3 separate regions of the Sus scrofa genome follow, and regions 1 and 2 are each linked to region 3. A link is a contact called in public HiChIP or PLAC-seq and promoter capture Hi-C data. All regions are on one chromosome and are shown on one strand. The core of a region is the stretch at or near the end of the contact, and the rest is flanking DNA. Distances in the headings are between cores, read along the strand shown.

The links. Promoter capture Hi-C pulls out the DNA fragments that hold promoters and counts their contacts. HiChIP or PLAC-seq counts read pairs in DNA pulled down with a chosen protein or histone mark.
Region 1: an H3K27ac HiChIP or PLAC-seq map of alveolar macrophages shows a contact between it and region 3. The contact joins the promoter of DLG4 here to the promoter of SLC16A13 in region 3. A contact is called at or near these places in 2 of 5 promoter capture datasets (fetal skeletal muscle and liver), 1 of 47 Hi-C or Micro-C datasets (skeletal muscle) and 1 of 2 datasets of contacts at active chromatin or transcription factors (alveolar macrophages).
Region 2: a promoter capture Hi-C map of fetal liver shows a contact between it and region 3, with 2.4 times the contacts expected there. The contact joins the promoter of SLC2A4 here to the promoter of SLC16A13 in region 3. A contact is called at or near these places in 1 of 5 promoter capture datasets (fetal liver) and 1 of 2 datasets of contacts at active chromatin or transcription factors (alveolar macrophages).

The regions. Positions count from the first base shown.
Region 1 is chr12:52,572,354-52,575,577 of Sscrofa11.1, reverse strand. DLG4 (disks large homolog 4) reads left to right here and starts at 1,557. Exons shown (of 20, transcript XM_003481294.4): 1 at 1,557-2,052. The coding sequence starts at 2,023. ACADVL (very long-chain specific acyl-CoA dehydrogenase, mitochondrial) reads right to left here and starts at 2,057. Exons shown (of 20, transcript XM_021067809.1): 1 at 1,997-2,057.
Region 2 is chr12:52,627,397-52,630,229 of Sscrofa11.1, reverse strand. SLC2A4 (solute carrier family 2 (facilitated glucose transporter), member 4) reads right to left here and starts at 1,484. Exons shown (of 11, transcript NM_001128433.1): 1 at 1,441-1,484; 2 at 22-138. The coding sequence starts at 1,473. It also overlaps a transcript of CLDN7 not described here.
Region 3 is chr12:52,434,085-52,437,331 of Sscrofa11.1, reverse strand. SLC16A13 (monocarboxylate transporter 13) reads right to left here and starts at 1,813. Exons shown (of 4, transcript XM_003131926.4): 1 at 1,122-1,813; 2 at 830-973; 3 at 1-236. The coding sequence starts at 1,320. SLC16A11 (monocarboxylate transporter 11) reads left to right here. Exons shown (of 6, transcript XM_005669186.3): 5 at 1-2,014; 6 at 2,316-2,725.

The sequences.
Region 1 (3,224 bases), core at 308-2,807, 140 kb before region 3:
CAGGCCAGGCCTCTGGGCAGATGGGTTCTTCCCAGGCCCCAGAGGAACCGTAGGAATTCTCATGTCCCTGTCGGGTCTGGTTCTCTTTCTCTCTCTCACACAAACATGTTTAACCCTGGGTCCAGAAGTCCCAGATAATTTATGCCCCTTTGCCATTCTCACGGGGGCCAGGCCCAGAAGAGAGTGACAGTTTCCTTTCCTTTTGAGCTGTGGGAGCAGCTGACCCCCTTGCCCAGTCTTCAGGAAAGTGGAGGGGTCACACCTGGCTTTGGGGAGGGGCCAGGGTGTGAGGAGGAAGATGGTGATGGTGGTGGCACAGCGGGCGGGTCGGAGGCTGCCTGCTTTGCCTGGCAGGTCCAGCTGGGTCGGGAGGAGGCAGCTCAGCTCCTCTGACCCTGGGGGGATTAGAGAGATTAAAGTGAGAGAAGAGAGAGATGTCCGAGGGACCCAGAGGTGAAAAACAGGAGTCCTTGTGAAGGAGAGGCCTGGGGGGAGAGGGTGGGCCTGGGGGTCCTTGTCCTGGACCTCTCCAGAGAGTCTGGGGTGAGAGAGCAGAGATAAGAGGCGGAGGTGAATGTGTTGGCGCCTCGTGGCTGGCTCCCTTGTCCCAATCCTCCCTCATTTGCATTTCACCAGCTCCCAGGTCAGCCCTCTGGCTCCTGGCCCCCCCACTATTGCGATGGGCACCCCCTCTCCTCACGGTGCTGCACAGTGACCTCTTCCAGGCCTTGCTGGGTGAGTAGCCCCGATTTTCCGAGGGGCAGCCGTGGAAAGGGCTGGCCTGGGGGCTGCTTGGGAGTCTGGAGATCTTTTGGTAGCTGCAGGAGCCCCAGGCAGGGGTCCTCCATCAGCGTCCACCAGCCCGGGCTGGAGGGGTTCCTCCCTTAGCGGGCAGACGGAGGTGAGGTGATGGCAGGGGCGGCCAGAGAGGCAGGGGGTGGGCGAGGTAACTCGGTGGTTCTGTTCCTGTGACAGACATCCTGGACTATTATGAGGCTTCCATCTCAGAGAGCCAGGTAAGGGGGTGAGGGTGGGGGCCCGACTTCCCGAGGGAGCAGGCAGGGCTGGAGGGGTGCGCAAAGCACTGCTACTATTACCCTGAGACTTGGGGGCCCTGGGACCACGGCCGGAGTCAGGCGCCCCTGCAGCCCCCTCTTCACCTGCCCCAGCTGCAGGCCCCAAAGGGTCCAGGACTCAGTCACTCTTGAGGCTTCCTCCTGTGCGTCTGAGGGAGCTGAGGCCCCCAGGGACTCCCTCGTGCCTGGCCCTCCCTCCCTGCCTGCCCCGAGCACAGCCTCTCTCCAGCGGCCCCGCCACCCTGGCGGCTCCCAGCCCATCTCGGGCTGCTTCCTCCTCCCTGGCTCTGCTGTCAGCGCTGGTGGCTCTGGCCAGGCCTCCATGTTGGCCTCAGGGCCTCTCCGCTCCTGCCTCCATCTCCTTTCCCATTATCCGGGTTCCTGCCAGCGCGGAAGGAGTTAAGCCTGCCAAGGCACCCCCCATTCTGCTCCTCGATCGCTCCCTCCCTCCCCCTGCTTCCTCTCTCCTCCTCTCTCCCCTTCCCTCCTCGGCTCCACGGCTCCCTCGGCCGCTGCCGCCTCCGACCCCCCCACCCCACTCCCCCGCCACGGCCCCGAGCCCCTGGCCGTTAGGCAAGACCCCCCCTTACCCCGGGGCTCCCCGAAATCCAGCTCCCCTCCCCCACCTCAGCTCATGCCCCAGCCCCCGAACTCCGGGGCTGCCAGCCCCCGGTGCCCCCGCCCCTCCTGAGAATCGGGGTGTGCTCCCCAAGCCCCCTCCCCTCCACTGGGGACCCCCTTTTAGGGCCCCCTTCCCCTCCCTCCCACGCTCCCCTCCCCTCCCCTTCTCCAACCCCCTCTTTCCCCTCTCACCCCTCCCCCCATCCTGGCCCCCCCTGCAAAAGTGGGGTGCGGAGGGGGGAGGGGTGAGAACCCAGGGAGGGGAGGAACGAAACTCCGATGAAGTCAGAGCCCCTTACCCGCCGCCGCGGCCAGGCCCCCCAACATGGACTGTCTCTGTATAGTGACAACCAAGGTAAGCCGTGATGGGGGGGCCAGTCACCTGGGGGGAGGGTGAGAGTTTGTGGGGAGGGGTTTGTCAGGCCTAATCTGCCGCCCGGGGGCCCTGGCGTGAGAGCATCCGAAGATGGATTTGGGGGTCATAATTTAGTTTGGGGGTTCACGGCTGAGAAAATGCTGGGTTTGGCCACAGGTGCCCCCTGGAGTGATCCCTTTGTACCTGGGGAGAAATGGAAAATAGGGGGTATTCTGTGACTTGGGGGCTGGTGGATTCTGAGCTTCACCAGTGATGTTTGAGGGAGACTTATTTAAGGAGAAGCCTGGCTCACATGGGAGTCCTGCCCGGTGTGTGTTAGAAGAGGGGCTCTGCGTGGGGGGTCCCCTTCTCCCCTGGGAGACAAACTGGTCTGCAGGTGTCTTGTCCAATTTCAGGGGGGCTCCTGGCTTGGGGGTAGGAGGTTACTGGTTGTGAGGGCCTGACTGGTCTGGGGGTGTCAGCTGGCACGGAAGGGGAAGGCCTTCAGGTTATAGAAGAAGCGTCTCGTGGTAGATACATTTGGGGGTGCTCTCATTTTGGGGGAGCAGTTAATTTAGGGTTCCAGCTTACGGAATGGGGATAGTTGGGAGTTGTCAGCGAGCTAGGGCCTGACATAGGATCACCTGAGGGAAGGGACCAGGTGAGGTTAGGATTGGGGGTGCTCCCTTGGGTGGTGGAAGGTTGCAGCAGCTGAGGCTGGCAGCTCCTGAGGAGGAGGAGGAGGAGAGGTTTGGGGAGAGAGGGGATTTGAGGAGGGGGACCAGGTGCATGGTGCAGAATTTGGGGGTGGCCCAGGCAGATGCCCATCACCCCCATCTCCTCCCACACAATATCTACCCCTGGTTGAGAAAGAGGGAGAAGAGCAGGTGGAGGGGATGTTCCTGTTACCCCTGACCCTTGGGATAAAGGTGGGGGAGGACACCTGGATTTAAGGTTACTGGGGTGAGAAGGAGTCAGAGGAGGGCCGGGCTGGCAGCCGGGAAGATCCGTACAAGGCTATCCCTGTGGTTGGAGTGCCAGAGATCCTGGCTGGCAGAGCTAGCAAGCTCCTGGTGGGATGCAGAATACCCTGGTCTTGGCTCTAGGACTCTGGGACTGGGAGGCTGGATGCCTGGTGTGTGGAGGGAGGCTTGGGCGGGTGGCAGGCAGCT
Region 2 (2,833 bases), core at 235-2,734, 190 kb before region 3:
CTGCCAGCTGTGGCCCCTCACCTTCTGGGGGGCATTGATGACCCCAATGTTGTAGCCAAACTGCAGGGAGCCGAGCACAGCGGAGAAGACGGCGAGGACAAGGGTCCCAGTGACTCGCTGCTGAGGGGGCTCCCCATCCTGGGCAGGTGGAAGCAGAGAGGGGACATGTCACGTGGAATTGTGGTTTCTTTCCTTCCCTCTGAGGCCTGGGCCCAGCAGGAGCCTTAAGGTGCTGGGTTCCATCCAGCTCGTTGGGTGAGGAAAGTGGACCTTATTAGGAATCCCTTGAAGATCTCAATGTAAACAAGAGCGGGAAGAACCTGCGGGCAGCTGGGCTTGGGGGGGGGGGACCGATGTTTGAGTCCAGCAGGCAGAGAAATGTTTGAGGACCTGGGTCTCACAATTCCTCTGTGACCTTGGGACAGCCTTGGTCTTACAAGACCTGAGTTCAGATTTTGTGTGACCTTGGGTAAGTCACTTCCCCTCTCTGAACTGTGGAGAACTGGGGAGATACGGATGATGTTGCCTGCTTTGTCTATGTGTCAGTGAAAGTGTGAAAATCAAAATTGAATGTTAATTGTGTCCCCAACTGTACTGGCTTTATAAAGTGACAAGTGCATTATCATCAGCAGCCTCTGTCCTCTTCCCTCCTCCCTGGGGGTTCTGGCAGCCGGCTCCTGGAAGCCCCCAACAGGTTCAAGAAGGGCAGTTCCTAAAAGGACATCGCGGTCATTCCTCCCAGCCTTGTGGCCGTCTCTGTCTCCGCCCCAGCCTCCCTTCCCCCTCTAAGCTGCGACAAAGGGCAGGGGGCCATGGCGGCTCTCGCCTGGGAGAGACTTGCCCAGGGGATGGGGGCGGGAAGGTGGTGTGAGGGGCGGTGGTGGTGGTGGTGGTGGTGGCTGATCGCTGGCGGCACAGACTGTCTCCAAAGGGAAACCTGAGCTGGAGGAGGGAGGGCCGACACTCCCCTCTACCCCTCCACCAACCGCGGGGCCGAGGGAAAGTTCAGCGTCCAGGAGGACTGCCAAGTGTGGGGGTGGGGGCCAACGGAGAAGCCTCTGGTCCTCGAAAAACTGCGGTCGAGCCGGGACAAACGGACAGCTCCTGGAGGGCAAGACCCGCCGGGGTCTGCTTGCTCAAGCTGGATTGAATGCAGGGTGTCCCCGATCCCCGCGCAGCGCGAGGAGGGGCGAACCCTGGGACGCGCGGAATGCAGCTGTAGTCCTTGCCCCGGAAAGTTCCCCCAGACCCACTCTGCCTCCACGAGGGACTGGAATTCGACAGTCACGGGTTGTCAAGCCCCGGGTATAAATAGCCAGTCCCCCACCCCACCCCCTGCACCTGCGCAAGGACCGCCCCCTCGCTGACCCCAACTGCGACCCCAGCCCGAGAAAAAGCGGGACCCGTGTCCCCATCCCGCCCCTGAATGTTAAGCCCTACTTCGGAGCCGATCTGTTGGAAGCCCGACGGCATCTTGTCTTAGGAGCTGGAGGCGCAGGAGCTGCCGGAGACCGGAGAGAGGCGACTGGGGGTCTGTGGCCCCAGCCTGGCGGGCAGAAGGACACAGGGGCGACGGGGGTCCCGAAGCGCAGTACGGAGGGCGGGCCGGGTCGGACCCACAGCCACAAGCCGAGGAGCCAGAGTGTAGCTCCCAGGGATCTGGTGGAGCCTGGCTTGGGGGGAAAAGACCCGAGGAGCAGCCCCCGCAGCCCCCAGGGCCACGCCTTTCACAGCACCCATTGGCCAGGAGCCCGCACACCCCAGAAGGCCACGCCCCTCCCTGAGCTCGGGCTGGGAATTTGGCACCAGCCGTCGGGTTGGCCGGCGAGGCCACGCCCCTTAGCGTGCCCGGCGAGACACGCCCCTCGGTTCCCGCCAGCTTTCCGCCGGGAAGTGTTTGAGAAAAGGGTCCTGGGAGACCTGGCGGCTCCGTCGCCTTAAGTGCGAAGACTCCGCCCACTTGCCAAGCTTGGGGGCCGGAGAAGCGACTTCAAAGCCCTGCGCGTTGGCTCGGAACCGCGGGGTCTGAGAGGAGATGGGCCAGGTACACTTGCCCGGTTGAGACCGCGGGCGGCCCGAGACAGCGCGAGGCGGCGCGCGGGGTGGGTGCGGGCCAATGGCCTAGAGTAACCCACGGCGGTTATTTTTAGCTCCTACGTTGGGAGACGCCAAATGTCAGGTCCCCGGTGTCCTGGCCTGTCCCGGGCGGGGTGGTGGTGGCAGGGAGATGGAGCCTTAAAGGGTCCGCGACACGCTCCCCACGCGGTGATGGCCCCGGGGACAGGAAATTCCGTTCCTAGCGGGTCGGGTGTCTGGACTTGGTGGTCCTCTTTCCGTACATCCCTGCTCCGGGCTCTGCCTATCTGGTCCTTCCCCTACACCCGTGGCCCACGTTGGTTACTGGAAGCGGCCCAAGGGACAGGTGGTCACACCAACCACGTCACCAGTCCTGAGGCCCCTGAGTTGCCAAGAATGTGCTAGCCGCGTGGACGACTTGGGACACGCTCCCTGGAGGCCGCTCTGGGTTTGAATCCCCAGCTAAATCCTGCCCAGGGAGGAGGGCACGACCTAGAGTTGGCATGTCCCGAGAGCAGCAGAACACTGGGTAGGGGAGCGCACGCGGCTGGGAAAACGGGCCTCGGAAGCGCGGTGCTGTAGTGCCATCTGGAGGGAGAGCGCGGATCCGCAGCGGATCGGGCCGAGGTGGTCTCCGAGCCACTCTCCCAGACCTTCTCCCACTCCAAGGTGCCCCTCAGGCCCATCCCAGACCTCCTTCTGGAGCTCTAGATCTGAGTATTCGGTTACCGCCTGGGTGGGCAGCTCACGTGATGAG
Region 3 (3,247 bases), core at 564-3,063:
GGAGAGTGGGCGGAGCAGAGCACCACAGGCCACCAAGTGGAGGGAGAGGGCAGACACCAGCAGTAGGGCCCCCCGCCAGGCATAGTGGCTGAGCAGCCATTGGAAGAGTGGGGCAAAAGCAAAGGAGGACAGGCCCACGCCCGTCAGCGCCAGCCCGGTGGCCAGGGACCGCCGGCGAGAGAAGTAACGGGACAGGCAGGCCAGGGTTGGAGTGAAGGTCAAGGCCCAGCCAGATCCTGTCAAAAGGAAGAAATGGGGGTTGAGGGACTCTTAGGGAGCTCAGGGCACCCAGTCATCCTCCCACCACTGCCTGAATGCGGCACAGGCCTGAGTTACGGTCCTAGCTCCATGCTTTCTAGCTGTGTGACCTTGTGCAGTTCACCTCCCACCTTCAGTCTCATTGCAAAACAGGGCTTATATATTTTATGAGACTCTGGAGGCTTAGAGATAATGTTTGCAAAGTACCACAGACCTTTGGAGTTAGACCTGGGCTCTCCCGTTTCTGGCTGCATGTGCTTCATTTGCGAGTAGCATAAGCTCATCTGTAAATAGGATAATGAAAAGTCCCTGCCGCCACTTCACAGTAACTCCAGTCCCACTAGCCCTGGGCTTGTACTTTCTGGATTCATCGTCTTTGAGTTTCCTGATCTTCCCTAACCGGTTTCTCACTTTAGTCACCTCTCTTTAAGAAGCCCCTCAGGGCCCAGGCGCCAGCCAAACCTTTCCCTCGGCTTCTCCCTAAGCCTTTCAAAGCAGCCAGAAGAAGGTAAAAAGTCCAGAGGCCAAAGACTCAGGCTTTTGACTCTCCGGCCCTTGCCCAGGGTCTCACCTGAGAGCAGCCCAATACTCAGGTACAGGTGGGTCAAAGAGGTAGCAAAGGAGGCGAGCAGCATCCCTAATGCAGCCAAGATGCCTCCAGCCATCACCACAGGCCTGGGTCCGAACTTCGTGCTCAGGGCACTGCCCACTGGGCCTGGAGAAGAGGAAAGGTTCTGGGGGAAGCGCCCAGGCGTCCTTCCCCAGCAACCACCCGCCCCATCTCCTTGACTGTCTCCCCCCACCCCCGCCTCCCTTCCGAGGGTCAAGGGTCGCAGGACTCTGGACCCAGGCGCAGCACTCACTCCCGAACTGCTGCACCGCGATTCCTATGGAAGCGATCCAGGAGACTCGCGCCGCCTGCTCCTCAAACGCCGCCACAAACTCCACAAAGAAGACGCCGAAGGAGCGGAGCACCCCGAACACCAGCGCCGACTGGAAGAACGCTGAGAGCACCACCATCCATCCCCAGCCCCCGTCGGGGGGCTCAGCCCTATGTGCCATCAGGGAGGCAACAGGGCAGCCGCCACCAAGAGACCTTCGGGAGCAGGGCTCAGGAGGTTGCGCCCACCCACCTGGCCACCCAGCCGGCCGGCTCCGGACCGCGCGGGGGCGGAGAGGATGGTAGCGAGGAAAGCACCTACGAGGGCTTGAAAGATGCAGAGAGGCTGCGTGAGGCGCCTGCGCCTTTTCCTTAGTGGGGGAGCGATATAGGTGGGGTGACCAGGCCCTCGCTGGCCCCCCGCGTTCAGCGCCAGGGGGCGTGGCTACGCTGGCGGTAGTCGAGAGTCCGGGCCCGGGTGGGACAGACGGAGGCAGGGGCGGCCATTCGGTCTAGGAGCCCGGGGGCGGGGGCAGCACTGGCTTTGAGCCCCACCCCTGGGGCGCCAGCCTCCGGGTGGATCATCAATCTTATCATCGGAAGGGTCAGCACCTGGCCAGCCCGGCCGACATCCCCGTCTGCAGCTCACCAATGAAAACGCGGAACTCCTCGGCGAGGGGCGGGGCCAGAGGGGCGGGGCGGGGTTTAGAGCCCGTTCCTTGCAGGGGCAACGAGCCCGGCGCATGCGTGAGGCGGGGACTTTCCGGGACCAAGTCAGCGGACCCCGCGTGACCCAGGAGCCTACGAGGAGGCTCCTTCGGTCTCCTGTCTACCTAGCGGGCTAATTCGACCAGATTTCAGCACGGAGACGTGCACGTAAGGAGTCCCTGGGGGTTGGCGGTGGGTGAACTACTTCAGGAGAAGATAACGTACCTGCTTAATGAGGGACCCAGGAGTTGAAAGGTGGGGCGGGGGTGGGTGGGGGAGGGGGTTCCGAGGGATTCTGAGATAAGACTAAACAAAGTATCTGGCCAAGCACCTGAGGCCACTAGAATCTAGCCGGCTAGATCCCCGAGGGATTCAAAGACCAAGGAAGGAGGCAAGGGAATGGGCTGTTGGACTCCTGCGCTGATTTCTGTAATAGGAACTCGTTCCTGTTCCCTGTTCCCACTAACAGGAAACCTACAGGTCACGGAGACCAAAAATAACTGGGGAGAGGAAGTGCAGCTCTGAGCTCACTGGAGCCCCACCAAGCACCCTTCTTCAGTGGGGCTGGAAACTTTTCCTCTGCACTCTAGTAACAAGCACTTCCTGACCACAATTTTTGATCTCATGGTGGGATAGACTAAAGAGACAAGCTGTGACCACCACTGGAGCAATAAGCCCCTTCTACCCCACCAGCACCCAATTTCTCCAGTCTTACACAGCGCTATAGGGCTCGGCTTCAAGATCTTTAGGACACTGACCTTGAAATGTGAGCTCAAGTGTTCATACCGGACAAGTGGGCTGGGATGAGGAGGGAGGCTGGGTACTTTTCAAAAGCGTATTGAATCTTTATATGTGGGAAATAAAAATAATCATGCCCCAGATGCTCTTTTTTTGGGGGGAGGGGGGAGTGGGGTCAGAACTTTGGCTGGTGGGGACTGCATCAAAGATGTGGAAATTGGTGTGGCTGTATGATCGTGCCTAAGGGCACAGTCTTTAGAATCAAATCAGAGTTTCAGTCCGGGCTTGATCACTTGTTAACTTGACCAAGATCTTGAACCTCTCAGCTGGTTTCCCTAGTTGTAAATTGAAGCTAATAATAGTACCTACTTTTAGGATTGGCAGGGGAGTTGAATTAGAAAATCTATATGCTATCGGAGTTCCCGTCGTAGCTCAGTGGTTCATGAATCCAGCTAGGAACCATGAGGTTGCGGGTTTGATCCCTGGCCTCGCTCAGTGGGTTAAGGATCTGGCATTGCTGTGGCTGTGGTGTAGGCTGGCAGCTGTAGCTCCAATTCGACCCCTAGCCTGGGAACCTCCATACGCCGTGGGAGTGGCTCTAGAAAAGGCAAAAAGACAAAAGAAAAAACCCCAAAAGCAAAAAACTCTATGCTAAAAGGCATA